Regions from separate parts of the Mus musculus genome. Here region 2 is linked to region 1. Evidence: chromatin contacts called from public HiChIP or PLAC-seq data. All regions are on one chromosome and are shown on one strand. Each heading gives the region's core, a stretch centred on a gene start, on an enhancer-like site or on the middle of the called end of the contact. The rest is flanking DNA. Distances are from core to core; before and after follow the strand shown.

The links. HiChIP or PLAC-seq counts read pairs in DNA pulled down with a chosen protein or histone mark.
Region 2: a contact with region 1 is called in an H3K27ac HiChIP or PLAC-seq map of T-cell acute lymphoblastic leukemia, with 4 times the contacts expected there. The contact joins two enhancer-like sites. A contact is called at or near these places in 2 of 39 promoter capture datasets (the HPC-7 cell line and hematopoietic stem and progenitor cells), 1 of 115 datasets of contacts at active chromatin or transcription factors (T-cell acute lymphoblastic leukemia) and 3 of 9 other capture datasets (embryonic stem cells, liver and pancreatic islet).

The regions. Positions count from the first base shown.
Region 1 is chr4:46,875,731-46,878,411 of GRCm38.p6, forward strand. Gabbr2 (gamma-aminobutyric acid (GABA) B receptor, 2) reads right to left here. Exons shown (of 19, transcript NM_001081141.2): 2 at 1-72. Gm32208 (a long non-coding RNA gene) reads left to right here. Exons shown (of 4, transcript XR_390546.4): 4 at 1,682-2,107. Among named protein-coding and RNA genes, the nearest start is that of Gm32135, 5.3 kb to the right of the region's middle. Within about 2 kb of position 1,326, at least 7 of the 459 cell types and tissues checked have an H3K27ac peak or open chromatin away from gene starts, as enhancers often do. A contact at or near this core is called in T-cell acute lymphoblastic leukemia, where this site is marked.
Region 2 is chr4:47,049,061-47,051,741 of GRCm38.p6, forward strand. It overlaps Anks6 (ankyrin repeat and sterile alpha motif domain containing 6), which reads right to left. Exons shown (of 16, transcript NM_001356426.1): 2 at 9-511. Among named protein-coding and RNA genes, the nearest start is that of Anks6, 6.9 kb to the right of the region's middle. Within about 2 kb of position 1,366, at least 54 of the 459 cell types and tissues checked have an H3K27ac peak or open chromatin away from gene starts, as enhancers often do. A contact at or near this core is called in T-cell acute lymphoblastic leukemia, where this site is marked.

The DNA of each region.
Region 1 (2,681 bases), core at 76-2,575:
AAACACCATCAAATGGTTCGGCCCATACTTTATTGCATCATAGAAGGCTTTCAGTCCCTTTGCATTGTCACACTGGAGAGAAAACACAGAAAGGGAGCAAGGCCTAAGTTAGACATGGGTTATCCTGGGGCAAGAGCCCCATAATAGGAGCATACAATCAACCTGCCATCACGGCAAACCCTTAGACAAACTTCAGTTTGCCCCGGCTAGGGCCTCTCCACACAGCCCCATGCCCAGACCCTAAGCTTAGGGAAGTTTTTGGTCTTACATCCCAGGCCTTAAGTGCCCTTAAAGTGCAGCCCCTCAGCTGTCTCTGTAGCATACACACAGAGGAAAGCCACATCGGTCCCCCAGCCTCCAGTCTACGGTCATTTACATTTTAAAAGATGAGGCCACATTCTGGCTGTTGTGAAAACAGACAAGAACAAGTGTTGGCAGGGTGTAAAGAAGCTGCAAGCTTTGTACCCTCTCGGTGGTGACATAAAACAATTACATTGACGAAAACAGTGCGTCTACCCTGAAAAGTCAACAAAGAATTGCCATATGGTACAAGAACTCTGTATAAATGGAAACCCTGAAGAACCGAGAGCACGGACTCAAAGATATCTGTACTCCATGTTAAGAGCAGTACCAGTCACAACAGCCCAGAGGTAGAAACATCCAGAAGTCTGTCAACAAATGAAGGCACAGGCAAAGGGTTGGAGGTACATGCATTGGAATAGTATACAGCCCTAAAGAGAGAAGAAATTCGGATGCGTGATAGAGTCAGATGATACGGCTACACTGGGGAGAGGAAGAAAGGGTCAGTGACCGCCTCTAGGTCATCGTTGTCGGAGCCCTGAAGTGAGGTTAAAGGGTTAATAGGGGCCTGGAGCTGTGCACATCTGAGCAGTCTGATCACGGTGTGATCCTATCTACCATTGACCCATCCTTGTCTGGGCTTCCATTTCACTTTGCAAGGTGGTCTAACAAGTGGCTAGAGCTGTGAGATCTCTTTTCTGGAGACAAGCTCCTCCTATAGGTGCAACCAAGCTCAGTCTTTTTCTTCCACCCAGCAGGAGATTCCTAGGGGGCAGGGTGGATACCAAATTACTCTGGGGTCCATTGTTTCAGTAGTCTAACAGTGAGATTGAGGGACAAGCGTGTCTCTTTGAAATATCTTCGTTTCTGACAGGCCCGTTACTGTAGGATTCCATTCATGTGAAGCACTCGGGAGGACAAATTCACAGAGGCAGGAACTGCGATGGCGGTTGTGAGGGGCGTAGTGAGAGGGAAGTGTGGATGGCTGCTCAGGAGAGTGAGGGCTTTGATGTGGGATTATGGCAGAGGTCTGGAAACTGAGGGAGGGGTGGTGTGACAGTGTGAATGTGAATGTCACAAGGCACGCGAAGGATGTTCAAGACGGTAACTGGATGTGATGTACATTTGTCACAGTCGTGGGGGTTGGGGTGGAGGAAGAGAAAAGATACCACACGTCTCAAAAGAAGTCAGTGGCAGACACTTCACACTTGATGCTTAGCCCAGAGCTGGTCTTGAGGGCACAGCTCTGTCCAGGACTAGAAAGAAACCCTGACCAAGGAAACACACCAGACACCCCAGTGAGGAAGCGGCAAGAAGAAAGATGTGCTGGAGTGGCAGGGATCCTAGCGGCTCACTCTTCCCTTCTCCCTCTGCCTCCCAGCCAGTGGTCAGCTCCCTGATCAGAGGACCCGAGGACCTGCCTCCCCAGCCTGGAGCTCAGCAAATCCACCACTGCAGCTGCCTCAGTGTCCCCTGAAAATCTCTGATCTCCGCTTCTCCCTCTGCTGTGCCTGCTCTGAAAGGGGAGAGACCTATCAGAGTGAAAACCCCAAAAGGAGGGAAAACACTCCAAACCTCTCCTGATCACTGTCATGACACGTGGCTTAAGAGCACTGGCTGGGGCTGGCAAGATGGCTCAGTGGGTAAGAGAGTTGACTGCTCTTCCGAAGGTCCTGAGTTCAAATCCCAGCAACCACGGGGTGGCTCACAACCACACGTAATGAGATCTGACGCCTTCTTCTGGTGCGTCAGAAGTCAGCTACACTGTACTTATGTATAATAATAAATGAATCTTTAAAAAAAAAAAGAGCATTGGTTGTTCTTTCAGAGGACCGGGGCTCAATTCCTAGCAGGCACATAGCACATGGGGAGTTACAGCTGTCTGTAACTCCAGTTTCAGGGGATCCAACACTGTCCTCTGGCCTCCACAGGCACCAGCCATGTACATGATATGCAAACAAATCTTTTTGCACGTAAAATAATATACATAAAATATATACACATACATAAAATAATTTTATAATTATTTTTAAAAGGCTAGAATTTGTAGACAAGAAAATCATTGAAAACAAGTGTGGGGTACCAGTACCAGTTGTCGAGACCTGTAAAACTCTGGGCCCCAGCTGACTCTAGAGCCTCCATCCCTCCAGTCAGGCGGATGACCCTCCAGCAGGGCAGTTAGAAAACACTCTGGTACTAGCAGAAAGAGACCCGGAACCACTTCTCTATATTGTTCACACAGCTGGGATAATGCTCTTACGCTCTTCATGGTGAGAGACCCACTTTTCAGGATGCCCGAGTTCTCTCCTCTCTCTCTGCTGCTCGCTGCTCAAATCACGCCTCCCCAGCCTCCTTTAAATCCCCAACATAAAAAGCATCAC
Region 2 (2,681 bases), core at 116-2,615, 170 kb after region 1:
GGCCTGACCTGTTTTTGGCCTGACAGTGGTCAGTGGGTCCAGGTATTCAGCAAGATCCCTGTACTTGCGGTCGAGAGCAACCTCGAAGGCAGTCTTCTCCAGTACACTGAGGTGGTCAGGGTTGGCTCCCTTCTCCACCAGCTGCTGCGCCACATTCAGCTTCCCAAGGAGGGCTGCCAGCATCAGAGGGCTCCAGCCCACAGTCCGGGCTGTGTGGTTAGGGTCCGCACCCCACTCCATCAGCAGACGTACCACGGCCTCGTGCCCATGCTGAACAGCGGCCATCAGGGCTGTAATGCCCAGCAGTTCATCCCCGCTGCCTCCCGTTGCTGGCGACTCTCCAGAAGGGGTGTGGTGGTCCACAATGGCTCCCGCCTCTAGCAGCAGCTTCACCACACCCAGGTGGCCACCCCGAGAAGCCACGGTGAGCACACTGGCACCCAGCCGATTCTGAGCATTGACATCGGCTCCATGATCCAAAAGGAGGTGTGCCACGCTCACATGCCCACACCTGCCGGGAAGATGGGGGTTGTTGACACTGAACAGAAAATGCTGACAATCGAGCAGTTCTGATGACCCTCACTAATGTCAACTACTGCAGGCACAGGGGCTGTTCACAAGGGATGACCTCAGCCTGGTGTGGAACGCCATCAAGGAAAACTTCTTACACAGGCTTCACACATGTACCCATAGACATGCAAACATGCATATGTGTGTACACACACAGAAAATAAATGGACACAGTAGTGCGCGTACATAATCCCAGCAGTGGAGGCGTGAAAACAAGTGGGTCGGTGTAACCTGCCCGCCTGCTCTCCATGCTCCAGGCCCATGAGAGACTGTCAAGAAAACAAGGTGGGGGTCTGCAGAGACAGCTCAGCAGTCAGGACTTGTTGCTCTTGCAGAGGACCTGGATGTGATTCCCAGTACCTACTTGGTGGCTTACAACCATCCGCAATTCTAGCTCCAGGGTATTTGAAGTTGTCTTCCAAACTCAGGGGGTACCAGACAAATACGTGCACAGACATGCAGGCAAAACAGCATACACATAAAACAAAAGAAAATAATCTAAAATTTAAAAAAACATATACACACACACACACACACACACACAGGCACACATTTACACACACTGAGGACAGATCCATCTGCCTATACCACTCTGCCCTCCACATCTGAGTTTTCTGTACTCTGAGTTATGGCCTGCTAAGCTGTCTCTGCCAGTGCTGATCCCCTCATGTTCCCTTTGTGGTGATTCATATCTACCCTCCTCAGCCCCCACCATCACCTGCACATCCCAGTGTGGCAGCTGCCCTGGGCAAAAGGACTCTGGCACCTCCACGGAGCCCTACTGCCACCTGCTGGCAGGAATGTTTACTGCAGGTGACTATGAGCCTGGTGTAGTCCCATCCTTCTCAAAGAAACTCCAGCTATGGCTGTATTCAGGGCCCAGAGAAGACAGACAGGCTCCTGCCAACTCCCTGACTCCAGGGGGAGGACAGATGCCGCTTCTCAGTGGGCAGAGTTATGTTTTAAGGTGTGAGGTCTCTGAACGGAGAGTGTCCAAGCTAAAGAAGGTTCCTCCTGGCTAAGGGGATAGACACAAAGACAAATCCAGGGAAGGGGGTGTCAGAAGACTACAGTGCAGTGGTCAGGCTTGGAGGCTGAGTTGTCGCTCGGCCCTCCTTTGTGGAAGTGGATTTTGTGCTTCAGCGAAAGCTCAGGGCTTCCTTCCCTGAAGGAGGCAGGGCCAGGGCTGAACTCTGGTCTGAGGCTGCAGCTGAATATAAAATACCTTCTGGGCTGTGAACCTTGACACACCAGGCTGCCTCCTGCAGTGTGCAAATGAGAACCTGGTGATCTGGCCCCCCAGCCCAAGGCAGGATGGGGGCCTCTTCTCCCGAGCAGAGAGGTGGGTGAGGAAACACACTCCCGTGCAGAAACTGCAAACTCAAGCCCCCTCCCGCCTCCATCCCTTTCCCTGCTGTCTGTCCTCCAGAGAGCCCCCACCCCCACCCAACCCTCCAGGTCCCTCCCACCTGCCCACAGCCAGGAGGGCTGCCTACATCACTGATATTTCCCAGCCCCTTTCTGCACCTTCCTACCCTCCTTCCAGGCACTCCGTCATGAGCGTGACTCACAGGGTCCTGCCAAGCAGGGTGCTGTGCCTCTGTGCTGCTCAGGGCCCGCTCCCATCTCGCCAACTCTGAGCAGTTTCCTGGGCTCCCATCTGAGGACCCCCCAAGTCTGCAGCTTCTCTCTGTCTAAACCTGAGCCCTCTTTCAAAAACTGTTTCTTGCCTACCTGATTGTAACTAAGGACAGGGTTAGGGGACTTCCCTGGTCACTAGCACAGGAGATGGCCCATGTTAGGGTTCAATATATTCATTCGGTCTATGAACTGATAAATGAACGTACTCATTGACGACAGGGAAGGGAGGTCTGAGAGAGAGAAGGCAACCAGGGGCTGCTTTGACCGCCACTGCAGTAGAGTTAAAAGCTCCCACCGGTTTTGGGAGCACAAAACAAACTCTAGTGTAATCTCTAGCTGCAGATTACAAGGTACTTTCAGATTCTTATCTCATTTGAAATCCGGAGATGTACACAGTGCCTCCCACTTCACAGATAAGGAGGCAGCAGAGTGGAGCAGAGAGCAATTAATCTCAATTTGAAAGTGACAGG